Regions from separate parts of the Sus scrofa genome. Here regions 2, 3 and 4 are each linked to region 1. The links are chromatin contacts, called in public HiChIP or PLAC-seq and promoter capture Hi-C maps. All regions are on one chromosome and are shown on one strand. The core of a region is the stretch at or near the end of the contact, and the rest is flanking DNA. Distances in the headings are between cores, read along the strand shown.

Evidence for each region. Promoter capture Hi-C pulls out the DNA fragments that hold promoters and counts their contacts. HiChIP or PLAC-seq counts read pairs in DNA pulled down with a chosen protein or histone mark.
Region 2: a promoter capture Hi-C map of liver shows a contact between it and region 1, with 10 times the contacts expected there. The contact joins the promoter of DDX52 here to the promoter of MRM1 in region 1. A contact is called at or near these places in 1 of 5 promoter capture datasets (liver), 1 of 47 Hi-C or Micro-C datasets (embryonic fibroblasts) and 1 of 2 datasets of contacts at active chromatin or transcription factors (alveolar macrophages).
Region 3: a contact with region 1 is called in an H3K27ac HiChIP or PLAC-seq map of alveolar macrophages, with 11 times the contacts expected there. The contact joins the promoter of TADA2A here to the promoter of MRM1 in region 1. A contact is called at or near these places in 1 of 5 promoter capture datasets (fetal skeletal muscle), 1 of 47 Hi-C or Micro-C datasets (embryonic fibroblasts) and 1 of 2 datasets of contacts at active chromatin or transcription factors (alveolar macrophages).
Region 4: a contact with region 1 is called in an H3K27ac HiChIP or PLAC-seq map of alveolar macrophages, with 7 times the contacts expected there. The contact joins the promoter of ACACA here to the promoter of MRM1 in region 1. A contact is called at or near these places in 2 of 2 datasets of contacts at active chromatin or transcription factors (alveolar macrophages and skeletal muscle).

The regions. Positions count from the first base shown.
Region 1 is chr12:38,122,903-38,126,196 of Sscrofa11.1, forward strand. MRM1 (mitochondrial rRNA methyltransferase 1) reads left to right here and starts at 1,499. Exons shown (of 5, transcript NM_001244822.1): 1 at 1,499-2,253; 2 at 2,451-2,544. The coding sequence starts at 1,691. DHRS11 (dehydrogenase/reductase 11) reads left to right here. Exons shown (of 7, transcript NM_001244532.1): 7 at 1-458.
Region 2 is chr12:39,093,803-39,097,096 of Sscrofa11.1, forward strand. It overlaps DDX52 (probable ATP-dependent RNA helicase DDX52), which reads right to left and starts at 1,756. Exons shown (of 15, transcript XM_013989946.2): 1 at 1,542-1,756; 2 at 157-355. The coding sequence starts at 1,628.
Region 3 is chr12:38,873,566-38,876,859 of Sscrofa11.1, forward strand. TADA2A (transcriptional adapter 2-alpha) reads left to right here and starts at 1,591. Exons shown (of 16, transcript XM_021067335.1): 1 at 1,591-1,690. It also overlaps a transcript of ACACA not described here.
Region 4 is chr12:38,798,737-38,802,030 of Sscrofa11.1, forward strand. It overlaps ACACA (acetyl-CoA carboxylase alpha), which reads right to left and starts at 1,689. Exons shown (of 55, transcript NM_001114269.1): 1 at 1,656-1,689.

The DNA.
Region 1 (3,294 bases), core at 249-2,748:
GGTTTTTATATAATCTTGTCAAATGGGCTGGGGAAGGGAGGTGGTGTCCCTGATTGTTTGACCTGCTGACTTATTCTTGGTCCCCTTCTTGGGCTCCTTGGTCTTTGCTGTCTCTGGTTTCTCCCCTTGGATTGAAGCAAGGGATGGATCCCCAAGTGGGGCTTTTCTCTGTCGCCTTGACCCCATCCCCTGGCCCTCGGGGATGAGCTGGCAGAGGGAAGCCCTCGCCTTCCATCCGAATGGTAATCGGGGCTCCCGGGTTCCTCCTCTCCCTGTCCCACTGCCCCCACCACTGCTTCTCTCCCCACCCCCCACCCCCCAGTTCTCCAGCCCAATTTTGGCTTCTCAGTCCCTGGTGGGGTCCTCTCTCCACTCGGACTTTGGCAGCGGAATACCAGGGCCTGCCTCCTGAGTGGGTTTCACTGTGATCATTAAAAAAGAAAAATCGCAACAAGCTACCTTGGCTTCAGAAGTATCTCTCAGTTCTTCCCCCTTCCTGTGATCAGGAATGCTTGTGTCTCAGAGTTTCTTCTAGGACAGTGGGAAGGTGGGTGGGTTGGGGGCATCACCCCTGGAGTGTGGGTTACCTTTGGACTGAGTGTTGAAAATGGGTAGGAGTGCCTTCCTCAGTGGGTTAAGGATCTGGCGTTGCCGTGAGCTGCGGTGCAGGCCACAGACGCGAATCGGATCTGGCATGGCTGTGGCCTGGGCCAGCAGCTACAGCTCTGATTCAGCCTCTAGCCTGGGAACTTTCATATGCCCTGGGTGCAGCCCTAAAAAAAAAAAGAAAGCAAGAAAGAAAATAGGTAGGAGTTCGCTAGCCAGAAAAGAAAACAACAGAGTATGCTAGGCTGGAGGGCCAGGAAAAGCATGCAGCGTGGTGGGAACAGCAAAGAACATAGTGCAGGAGTCAGGTGAGACTGAAAGGTAGCTCCTGCCTGGATTCCTGGAGGTCTGAGTGCCGAGCCAGAAGTGGCCCAAGGGCATCCCTTGGCTTATCAGCAGGTGTGGGACAGGCCCAGAGCTGTCACTTAGAGAATCAGCACCATGGGACAGGAAGTTATTGGTGAGAGTCCTGCTGACTAGTGCTGAGGGTTTGATAGGCAGTGGAGGATTAGAGGAGGGGCTGGATGCAGGAGAAGCTTCTAAGGAAAATCACCAGGACCCAGTGGTGGACAGGGTGTGGGGAGGGAGTCACCACGACTAACGAGGTTGAACAGGAAAGCCAACACCTGCCCTTAAAGTGCCTTTGCTGCTCTCGGGGTGAGTGAGGCCCTCCAGCCTCTTGGGATCTTGCAGAATGTGGTCCCAAGTCGGGACTGTGTGGTCCACAGTCGGGTCAGCTCAGCTGCAAGCCCCTGTCCGGGCCACCGATGGGGCCGCGGAGGTCGTCGCTCAGCCGGCCCGGCAGGGGGCGCTGTGGGGACGACGTGGATGATGGGCATGCGCAGGGCAGCTCCGGAAGTGGGTGGGACCGCCCGAACGCGGAAGCGGAGCAGCTCACAAGGGGACTGGGAGGGGAAGGTTGGTGGCCGAGTATTCCTCAGTGTAGGGGCTGGGAGTGCGAGCTGTTCCTGTGTCTGAGGGGGTTTGCCGGGGGAAGCTTTCCGGTCCCCTTCACTCATTAGGGGCCTGGGAGCGGGCCCCGGCGGAGGTGACCGCTCCCGAGGACTCACTCGCGGAGTCGACCATGGAACTGCTCTCGGCCGCCAGGGGCGCGACCTGGCGTTGCTGCGGTCGTCTCCTCACGCGTCCTTTCTCCCAAGCGGCGCGGCGTGGGGACAGGCCCGGCGGGGAGGAGCTAAGCCGCCTGCTCCTGGACGACCTGGCGCTCCCCCCGCGGTCGGCCGGGGGACTGGAGCTTTTGTTTGGCTTGTCCCCATGTCTCCTGGCTCTGCGAGCCGCCCGCCGCCGCGTGGCCCGGCTCCTGCTCCAGGCCGGCAGGTCCGGGCTGCAAGGGGAGCGGGCCGAGCTGCTGCGTGTGGCGGAGGCGCGGGACATCCCGGTTCTGCGGCCCAGGCGGCGGAAGCTGGACGTCCTGTGCCGCTACCAGGTCCACCAGGGCGTCTGCATGGAAGTGAGCCCCCTGCGGCCCCAGCCTTGGGCTGAGGCCGGGGAGTCTCGGCCGGGAGACGACCCCCAGCAGCTGTGGCTGGTCCTTGAGGGGCTACAGGATCCCCGGAATCTTGGGGCCGTGCTGCGCTCCGCTCATTTCCTCGGAGTGGAGAAAGTCATCACCAGCCGGAAAAACAGGCATGGACAACCCTTCCCTGCGTGCCCCAATTTGGAGGCTCAGCTGAGTTCCTAAGCACCTTGACCCTTTGGGTGGTCCTTCAGGCAGGCCTCCCCATGGCCAAAATTCTCTCTCCTAACTCTTGGGGTCTGGGGGAGGGCACGGCGCTGGGTTTGAGATTACTCAGCCTCATAGGGGACTTGGGGAACCCTTGCAGCTGCCCGCTCACTCCAGTAGTCAGCAAGGCCAGCGCGGGAGCTATGGAGGTGATGGACGTGTTCTCGACTGATGACCTGGCCGGTTTTTTACAGGTAACGACGGGGGAAAGCGGGGTGTCAGTAAAGGAGAACAAATGAGCCAAGCTCATCCTCTCCAAGGGCCCCCAGGAGGAAGGGAACGGGGCGTTTTGGTACACACGCTTCCTCCATCCTTTTAAACCCCTTTGGGAAGCGACGGATCCAGAGTATTTTAAACCACACATGGAGCAGAATCTGATGTTAGGGACTTTGACTGCACACCTTTCCGAAATAAATGTCTTCGCTCCTCCAGCGAGTTTACTCAGTGCCTTACTGCCTGGGAAGTAGGTCTTCAGTAAATGCTCAGCTGTGAGGAGTTGGTGGCTCTTGGTTCCTCCAGTAGAGGCTCAGCTTGAAAAGCTCTTTGAACAAAGACTCGTTGATGCGTTTTCCCTTGTCCCTCCTGCAAACAAAGAAGCAAAGCAAACCCCCCAAAGCACCTCCACCACTAACAGAAAACCCTCTTTGATATATAGAAAGGAAAAGTAAGTAAAACCCCTTTCTTGGTTCATCCGTATTTCTCTTTAGCTGTGCTTTCCTTGATGGACACAAGGGGGCAGTATTGCCTTGAATTTGGCAGCATCCCTGACCCTCCTGCAGGACTCCAAGTCTTAGTCTTTGGATATTCTGTGTATATTCAATTTCTTGTTGGTCGCATCCAGTACGATGGCTTTAAATGCCTCCTAAATGTATGTCCTCCAAGATCTTGCTCCTGAGCCGCAGATTCACATATCTAGTGACCTATTCAACAGCTGGGTTTTTTTG
Region 2 (3,294 bases), core at 506-3,005, 970 kb after region 1:
TGTATCTTTACCTTATCTGCAATCACAAGTACCTAGAAACATCCTGAATGCCATCAACTGACAAATGGCTGAATACTGTCTGATATGTAACCATAAGCTTGTATTATTTTTGTGACTGAAAAAACTAAAGAGAAAAAACACAAATCAGGCACTGACCTGAAGTCATCTTCTTCCTCTTTCTCTTGTTCTGCTCCCTCTTCCTTTCAGGGAGGCTCTCCTCTCTTTTCTCTTCATCTTGTAGCTCCTGACGCGTTCCTGATGCTCCACACTCACCTGGGACAGACTTCTTACTTCCAAAAAAGTCCAGTCCTTGCAGTGCCTCCGAGGAATCAAAGTCATATTTCCTTTTTCCTATCTAAAACCCCAAAAATGTGTAAATGAAATCTATGGACTGACTGGCATTTCACCCTGGCAGTACTGGCAAGTAAGGATATGGGTAAAATCACTCATCTTTTTTATTTCTCACCAAATATTTCTTGAGCTGACAAGTGTATCTGGGCAAATGGAATCCAAAATGTTACCTTTTCTGAACTTTTAACAGTAATAATAATAATGAAAATAGCCACCGAGACTTATAAACACTTATCAGCATAACACTGCAATCAGGCAGACTTCTAAGCATGTTTAGACATATTAAATTACTTGATCCTTCAACAGTCCTAACGAGGTAAACAAAAATATCACAGATGAGAAAAACGGAGACATTAAGAGGTTAAGTAACTTGACCAAGGTCTCAAAACTAGTAACCGGCAGACCTAGGATTTGAACCCGTTTCATATGGTTCCAGAGTTCAAACTCTTAACAATAACACTATACCATCAGTCAGAGTAAGAAGAAACACACATATTGCCCACACACAAATATGTCCCTAGTCCCAACACCAAGGTTGACACATTCAAGATTTTTCACGAAAGGGGCCCCAACTACTCCCGATTTACCACTCACTATTTTCCTATGTTAAGATCTCCCATTTCTTTTTTGGTCGCGCCTACAGGCAGGTTCCCGGGCCAGGGATCGAACCTGTGCAACAGCAGCAAACCAAGCGGCTGCAAGACAACACCAGCCGCGCCACAAGGGAACCACAGAACTCCTTTTTCTAAAACGCTCTTCTCATTGGTTCCTTAACACGTCGCGAAGTTGCGGGAATAAAACGCCCACCTAAAGCGGTACACGTGCGAACACAAACCCGGAGAGACTACAGTGAATGAATGTTCTCTCCGTTTTGGACTGTTTCTGTTTTTCAAATTCCTTTACCCTAGTTTCGGATAAAAGATTACTTTTTAAAGAAAAAATTCGAACTTTGAATAAACTCAATAGGGCGGCCAGGGATAAACGTGTCCGTGCTGGACCCAACTAAGTCTACAGAAGGATGGGTAGAGTTCATTCAGAAGGCTTGCAGTAAGCTGAACGCCAAAGAAGAGAAAATAACCCTACAGCCACGCCACAGGGTTTCCGACTGCCGGCTCCCCCAGCAGCTAGTTCCTTCTCCGGCCCCTGCCCCTTCTCAGTTACTCGGGTTCCTGACGCCCTGCACACAGTACCTGGAACCGTGCTGCGTCCGCCGAGAAGCGTCTCACGTCGAACTTGGCCCCGGCGCCCAGCCGGCGAAACAGATCGTGGGCATCCATCTTTACCCAGAAAGCTTTGCGGTCCCAAGGCGCCTGCGCAGAAGACTTCCTCTCCCAGAAGGTCTAGGTCTAGACCGTGGGCGGAAGTGCCTGGGCGGGGCGGAGCCTGGTGGCTGTGAGAGATCCTTTGTTATTCATTTGTTCTAAAAAAATATTTATGAAAATCGTCTTAATGCTGGTCCCTGTTCTACACCTAAAGGAATAGTTTGGTAAACAACACGTCGGGAATCTCACCTCGGAAAACTTCCATTTTAGTGAGGATATAAGGTATTAATAAGTCGAATAATTTCTTTAAGAGCAAAGTGCTGTGACACAGAACAGTGTAATTAATAGAGAAAGGAAAGAAGAGCTACTTTTAGGTAGGTGAGTCAGGTTCACTCTGATGAAGTGATATTTAATCTAAGAGGAGGCAGATAAACATATGCCTGAAGAAGGAAAAAGGTTTGGAACCTTGAGGAAATAGAAAGGCAACCAGGGTGACTGGAGCCAGGTTACCGTGAGGAAGCGTGGCACAGATAAGGTTGGAGGGACAAATGAAAACTAATCCTAGAGACTCATAACAAGGTCATGGAAAGGAATATGGATTTTAATATAAGCACGCTAGTGCAGCATGATCATCACGTTTCATATTCATTTTCTTCATTGTGTTTGTACCAAACAAAATTTATATGTGCATTGCCTCCCCTTTCTAGAATGAAGTCCAGGACCACAGAGATCTAATTTGCTTCACCACTGTATCTCCAATTTCTGTGTGCTCTCAATAAAGTTTGATGAACGAGTGACTGCTTCATAAAAGATTACTCTGGCTGTTTTAGAGAATGGACCACAGAAGGGATAAGAGTGGAAACAGAGAGGTCAGTTAAAGTAGCAGTGATGATGGTGGCTTGGATTAGGGTGGTATCCATGCTTTGGCGTTAAATGGATAGATTGGCATATATTTTGGAGGTAGATCTAAATGCACCTGATGACTTTCATATGGCTGGAATCGCTCCTGGGTTTTTGATTTCAAAGCTGGGGTAGATGGCATGCCATTTACTATGCTAGGAAAGACTGAGGGAAGAACAGCTTTTTGTGTGTGTGTGGATGAGGCATGGAGAAGTGGAATCACTTGGCATGGTTCAGACATGTTAAGATACCTCATTGACTTTATGTAGAGATGTCCAGGTAGATGGCTGATTTCACAAGTCTGAAGCTCAGGGGAAAAGGTCAGGGCTAGAAAAATAAATTTGGGAGTCATCAGCCTATAAATGGTACAATGGAATCATGTCAGGCCAGCATTTAGTTTGTTAAAATTGAGTTATACATATTCAACCAAAGAGTGTGAGAAATACTTTAAATTGTGTGATTCCTTTACACTCAAGGAAAGCAAACGTGGAGTGAAGATGAGATGAAGGATGTGAATCTGCTGCGCTCTCAGATGGATTCATTCAGTCCCTATTTCCCTCTTATAGTGGGAACATTTTAAAGATGTATCTTTAAAAATAAGTATTTTTCTTAAAACACGCCCCCTCTGTGAAAGCCCCAAGTACTTCATCTTTTGGTCAATAAAAACAATTTATCTCAACATGGGAGGAAAACAAATTGAGTATTTTAGGAAATAGAGTGTTGGTCTTCCATTCGGCCCATAAATATGGCCACAATCATATATAAAAATCAGTATCTGTGA
Region 3 (3,294 bases), core at 341-2,840, 750 kb after region 1:
TTTCCCAACTTGTTTCTCTAATTTGCTCCAGCCACACTGGTCTCCTTGATCCTTCTCCAACATGCCCAGCAAGACCCATCTCAGGGCTATTTTAATTGCCTTTCTCTTCTCCTGGAACAATTTCCCCCTCTAGAAATTCACACAGCTGCCTCCCCCATTTAATGATTAGATTTCTGCTTATGATTAAGAGGACTTCCTTGTCTACTGCATCCAACAGAGTGTCCCCACATCACTCTTATCCCTTTATCCTGATTTTTTTTCCATAAAAATTGCCACATTACTGGGCATTATCTATTATATACTATGTGTATTGCTTATTGTCTAAATATTGCTTATTGTCTACCTCCTCCACGATGAGGCAGAAACTTTGTTTTGTTCACCGAATTCCCAGCACCTAGAACTGGTATCTACTCATTAAAAATTTGATAAATGAAAATAGATTTCCAGGGTATATCAAATGTAAAACTACTTTATATTTTTTGAATGAAGTATAGAAAAATATCTAGAAGAATGTAAGGCAAAATGGTAACCATTTAACATGGTAGGAGCTGGTTTTCATTTTTTGTTCATGCAAATATTCTTTTTTTTTTAGAACGAACTTGTATGACTAAGAAATGAATAAAAAGGCCACACAGGCAGGTGTAAATGATTTCTCTAAGAGGTTGGGCAAATTGATGGAAGAAAGACTTCTAAATAGATGCATGAGCATAATGGCTAAGACAAACCACTGTTTGAATGCCCTTCCCCAACACCATCTAGCTGTGTGAACCCAAGTTATTTACAAGGTAGAGTCTAAAGGTCTTCACCTGGAAAATGGGGATGATAATATTACAAGTGTCTTTTCCATAAGGTTATTTTTGAAGATTAAATGAGACCATGTATGTAAACTCCTTTGTACAATGCCTGGCATGCAATAAATACTCGACAAATGGCAGCTATCATAATAATAATAATTAGCAGTAGTAACAAGAGATGTTGGGACATACCTAGCCCTCAAGACTGACATCAGAGTGGACCACCACATCCTCTCATCATCGCGCCTCAATTTGGGCACCTAAAGCCCAAAGAGAGGATGGTTTTTCCAAAGAAGATAATTTCGACGTTCCAGAAGCATCTGAATCAAACGTACCCCATGTACCCTTGAACCATTCAGGCAGTCTGGTTAATCCATGAGTAGCACTGCAAGACCCGGCCTCGAGGGGGGACCACCACTCGCCGTCCTTGGGCCCAGTCCCTCAGCCTCCATTTCCTTTGAGGCTGCAACAGGGGTGGCAGGAATGTTACAAAACGCAAAAGCGGGGCTGTACCGGCCCGCTCCAGCTCACCGCACTCTGGAGGGGTCAAACGGCAGCACGCATCCGCAAGTCTGCGGCGACGAGCAACGCGCCCCGAGGGAAAAGTGATTACTGGTCCGACTCAAAAGTCTGGCAAACTGCTCAGAGCCCCATCCTCCCAGGCCTCTGCTGGAGGCGGGCGGCGAGCTCTCGGCGAGGTCAGGGGCTGGAGCTGAGAGAGGGGAGGCGGCGAGCGCGCGCCACGCGGCGGGGCCGCGACGGCTGGGGCGGCGCCTGGGCGGAGGCGGCGAGCGCGCGGCCCGCTCGCGCCTGCGCCGCTCGGGAGCGAGCACGCAAAAGCCCGGGCGCGCGCACGGCTGGCGTTTCCTCGGCGCGGAAGAGGGGGACGCGGCGAGGTGAGGCACGAGGCGCTGCGGCACGGGTGGTGGCGTGGTGCGGCGCGAACCCCTCTCGCGGGACGAGGGGGAGAAGGCGTCCTCGAGGTTCCCCGAGGGTGGGGGAGGGCTGCGGACCCCAGCGGCGTCGGGGGCGAGAGGGTGAGTCGGCCCGACTGGCGCGAGGCGGGGGCCACGCCGTGCGGTGGGGGAGGGCGGCGCGTGCCCGGCCCGAGCCCTGGTGCCCCGCCCCGCCGCGAGCCTGGCGACTCCCGCCCCCTGGGCGGTCCTGCTGGGTTCCGGCCTCCGCTTTCCTGACTTTGCGTTGGAGGGCGTAATGCGGCTCACGACAGCGTATGGTTGATGTTACCTGTTGTTCTCAAGTAGGCCTTCCAAATAGATATTTCAGGTTCATTTTAGAGCTGTGCTTGTCTGAGCCTCCAGTAAAATGACTTGCCCAAGATCACAGTTAATAAGGAACAAAATGAGGCTTCGAATCTTGTTTGCAAAACTCCAAGCCTGCCCCTGTCCTCTGAACTGCAGTGAGTGAGTAATCTTCACGTCCCTTCCCTCCTCCCAGTAATTTCTTTGAACAAAGCAGATGTTAATTTGGAGCTAGCACCCAGCCTTTCGTGGGTATTAGCGTCAGAAATGTCTCCTGTGTGAAAAAAAGACGGGGAAAAAAAAGATTCTGCTTATTGCAGTATTGCACTTACAACGTGGAGTGTTCACGAGACTTTATATAAAGTTCCTTACTTGACTATCTCTAGTTGACCTCTGAAGTGACATTGCTATTCACTACGTCTAGGACATTGTGCCAGTAACACAATCTTTTAGCATTTCCTTTCCCTCCTTGAAAAAGCAACATGTCTCTGAAGGTTGTAAGGATTCAGAGATGATCCACATACAGTGGTACCACAGTACCTGGTATATGAGAAAAGTTCAATAAGTTTTGGCCATTATTTTATTATTAAGTGCATGATACCACTTACTAAACTCACTTTTCTTCAGACTCATTTTCCTGGGGCTAGACCAGAGGGAGAACCACCCCAACCTACCCTAAAAAAGACAAGTTCATTGACAGTGTTGTATATTCTTAATGATAAATTATTCTCCAAGCCAAAACTATCCAGTGAAAGAAGTCACTGCAGGAAAACTAAGGATGAATTAACTTTTTTGTAGAATTAGCATTTATTTGTCCATTACATTTTTGTTTATTGAGTTCTTTCTGTGTGGCATTGTGTATGGTACTTTAAGACATACAAATTTGTATTTGATGTAGTTCCTGTTTTCATTTAGGCTAGAAATGGGAAAAATATGCATCCATAAGTAATCTTCACAGAGCAGTGTGAAAAATGCCGGAGAAGGGATAGATAAAAAGCTATGGGGAGGAGTTCCCATCGGGGCTAAGTGGTAAAGAACCCGACTAGTATCTATGAGGTTGTGGGTTCAATCCCTGGTCTCATTCAGTGGGTTTAGGCATTGCCCTTGAGTAATGGTGTAGGTCACAGACATGGCTGGAATCCCACGTTGCTGTGGCATAGGCTGGCAGCTGCAGCTCTGATTCTGTCCTTCGCCTGGGACCCTCCATGTGCTTCAGGTGCAGCCCTAAATTAAAAAAAAAA
Region 4 (3,294 bases), core at 439-2,938, 680 kb after region 1:
AAATACTTATTGACATTCACTAAAAGTGAGCTGGAGATTATGTAAGCTGTTATTTTTTTTTTTTTTTTTTTTTTTGTCTTTTTGCCTTTTCTAGGGCTGAACCCGCGGCATATGGAGGTTCTCAGGCTAGGGGTTGAATCGGAGCTGTAGCCACCGGCCTACGCCAGAGCCACAGCAACATGGGATCCAAGCCGTAACCTATACCACAGCTCACGGCAACGCCGGACCCCCACCCACTGAGCAAGGCCAGGGATCGAACCCGCAACCTCATGGTTCCTAGTCGGGTTTGGTAACCACTGCGCCATGACGGGAACTCCCTCTAACTTTAATTTTTAAAACTAGAATCAAATATGGAAATACCACACAAGCAGGAAAATTGACATCTAAATTCATTATACTTATCTCCCTTGGAATAATAAGTTTCTTAAAAAAAATTTTAATGTCTCCCAATTTCATAATCCGGCTCACTTCCAGAACCTTCAAAGAAAACCAAATAATTTAAAAAGAGGAAAAAAGGAGAGAGAGGGTGAAAGGGAAAAGTTCTAGCAGATTGACCACTCTAACGAACCCCAAAAGGTACACCAGTAAAAAGGCTACTTCTTTCACATTTAGAGCAGTGAACAGTCAAGCTTAAAAATCACAGGTTAAGAAGTCCCGCTGTGGCACATGGGTTAAGAATCCAACTGCAGTGGCTCAGGTCACTGCATTGGTATGCATTCAATCCCTGGCCCAGGAATTTCCATACGCCACAGGTGTGGCCACAAAAAAAAAAAAAAAAAAAAAAAATCCAAATGCCATCTCAACTAACACAGAATAGCTGGCTTTTTTTTTTTTTTTTTTTTTTTTTTTTTTTGCTTTTTTAGGGCTGCACCCTTAGCATATGGAGGTTCCCAGGCTAGGGGTTGAATAACAGCTGTAGCCGCCGGCCTACGCCACAGCATGTGGCAACGCCAGACCCTTAACCCAATGATCGAGGCCAGGAATGGAACCTGCAACCCCATGGTTCCTAGTTGGGTTTGTTTCTGCTGTGCCACAGTGGGAACTCCTACTGCTGGCTTCTTCACAAGAGAAATAAGGCATCTGAGGCAGCTAATAACCTGACCAAAATTAGATAACTACATACAAAAATAAATCTCACTGAGAAAAGAGCAATTCTCTGATTCCACAGAAGAAAAAAGAAAGGATTAACAAATAAATGAAAGGCTCCAGAAGGTCAACTTCAAATTGTTCCTTCCTTGCTAAGAACGAGAAGGCAGCCATCCCCTTCCAAAGACTGAGAGCAGCTCTGGGTCAACAACTAAAGAGCCTGTCCACCAACTGGCAACTCTCCTGAGTGGCACTCTCGGGCACTAGCCTATAAACCACAGAAAAGACAGGTCTCGTATGGAAAATCACTGAGTAGCTGCCCAGATACTCTAGAAGCTACTGTGCGGCCCGTCCCATTTCCACCGATTCCAGCCCCAAATTGAGAAGAGCTGATGGAATACTACCCCTGCCAGACTCATTCACTTCAGGTCACCCCCCGACCCCAGTCTGCCTATATTCTTCTGTGCAAGGTGCCTTTCAACATAAAAGCCTACAGTTTAATATTTTAGCAACAAACATAAAATTTGTAATCACACTGTAAACATGAAGGAGCATTATTTGTAACTGACCTCTTATAATTCTTATTGTCTGAGCAGATATCCACCTCCAAAAAGAACTAAAGAGAGAGAGAGAGAGAGAGAGAGAGATTTGAAGGTTTTTTTTTTCGTTAGAAACTCAAATTTTATCAATTCCTGTTTCATTATAGTATAAAACTAATACTCAAAGTATCATTTTTCTGGTCAAATACACTATTTAACTTGAAGTATAAAGTTCAGTTGTTTGTCATTTGCTTAAATCTGTAAACCAAAAGCATTACACACTCAAAAACTTCATTATTCATGAAAAGTATTAAAAACAATAAAAAGTGTTAAAACAATAACCCAAGCTAACCATTTTACAAGGTACTTTTTCCAACTATGTACACATTTCAACCCTATGATTTCCAATATTCCATCAAAAAGGAGGCAGTGGAAAGAAGAGAACCACTAGATTCTCTACAATTCAAGTTATGATTATGTTGCCAAATATTTGTACCCACCCACAAAGGCTGGGAGCCAGGGAAAGAACAGGTCTCTCATTATTAAGTCCCTAAACTCTAGGGACCAAGGAGTCTCTAGCTATTCCCCAAATCCTGGGTGTCCGTCTATGCCCAACAATTTTTTTTTTTTTGTCTTTTTGCCATTTCTTGGGCCACCCTCATGGCATATGGAGGTTCCCAGACTAGGGGTCTAATCAGAGCTGTAGCTGCCAGCCTACACCACAGCCACAGCAACGTGGGACCCGAGCCACATCTGCAACCTACACCACAGCTCACGGCAATGTCGGATCTGTTAATCCACTGAGCAAGGTCAGGGATTGAACCTGCAGCCTAGCCTCATGGTTCCTAGTTGGATTCGTTCACCACTGCGCCACGAAGGGAACTCCTATGCCCAACAATTTTAATGTATCCAGGGTAGAAATTTTCAACTTTGACTACATATAACAATTACCTGTGGAGCTTTTTTAAAAAGAGATGAATGGAGGGAGTTCCCATTGTGGCTCAATGGGTTATGAACCCAGCCCATGAGTATCCATGAGGATGAGGGTTTGATCCCTGTAGCTCCGATTAGACCCCTAGCCTGGGAACTTCCACATGCCGCGGGTGCAACCCTAAAAAGAAAAAAAAAAAAAAAAAAAAAAAAACCTTAAAAATTATTTAAAAAACAAAAACAGGAGTTCCCATTGTGGTTCAGTGATTAATGAACCCAACTAGTACCCATGAGGATGTGGGTTCAATCCCTGGCCTCACTCAGTGGGTAAAGGATCCAGTGTTGCCATGAGCTGTGGTGTAGGTCAAAGACTCGGCTCAGATCCCTCGTAGCTATGGCTGCAGTGTAGGCCGGTGGCTACAGCTCTGCCTGGACCCCTAGCCTGGAACCTCCATATGTCGCAGGTACGGCCCTAAAAAGACAAAAAATAAAAATAAAAAACAAAAACACACAAAAAATGTGTACGTCTAAGCTCCATTCCAGATCTGCTGAATCAGAATCCCTGCCGGAGACCCAGAGATCTGAATATTAAGTTCCACAACTAATGGACCTCTTCTAAATCCAGGCTTGAAAACCACTGGTCCAGGGTAGTGAAGAAAAAAGAAGAAAAGATCCTCTTTAAACAGATAGGGAAATCCAGAACTTCTAAGGGAGGACCCCAAACGGGACTGGGGACAGC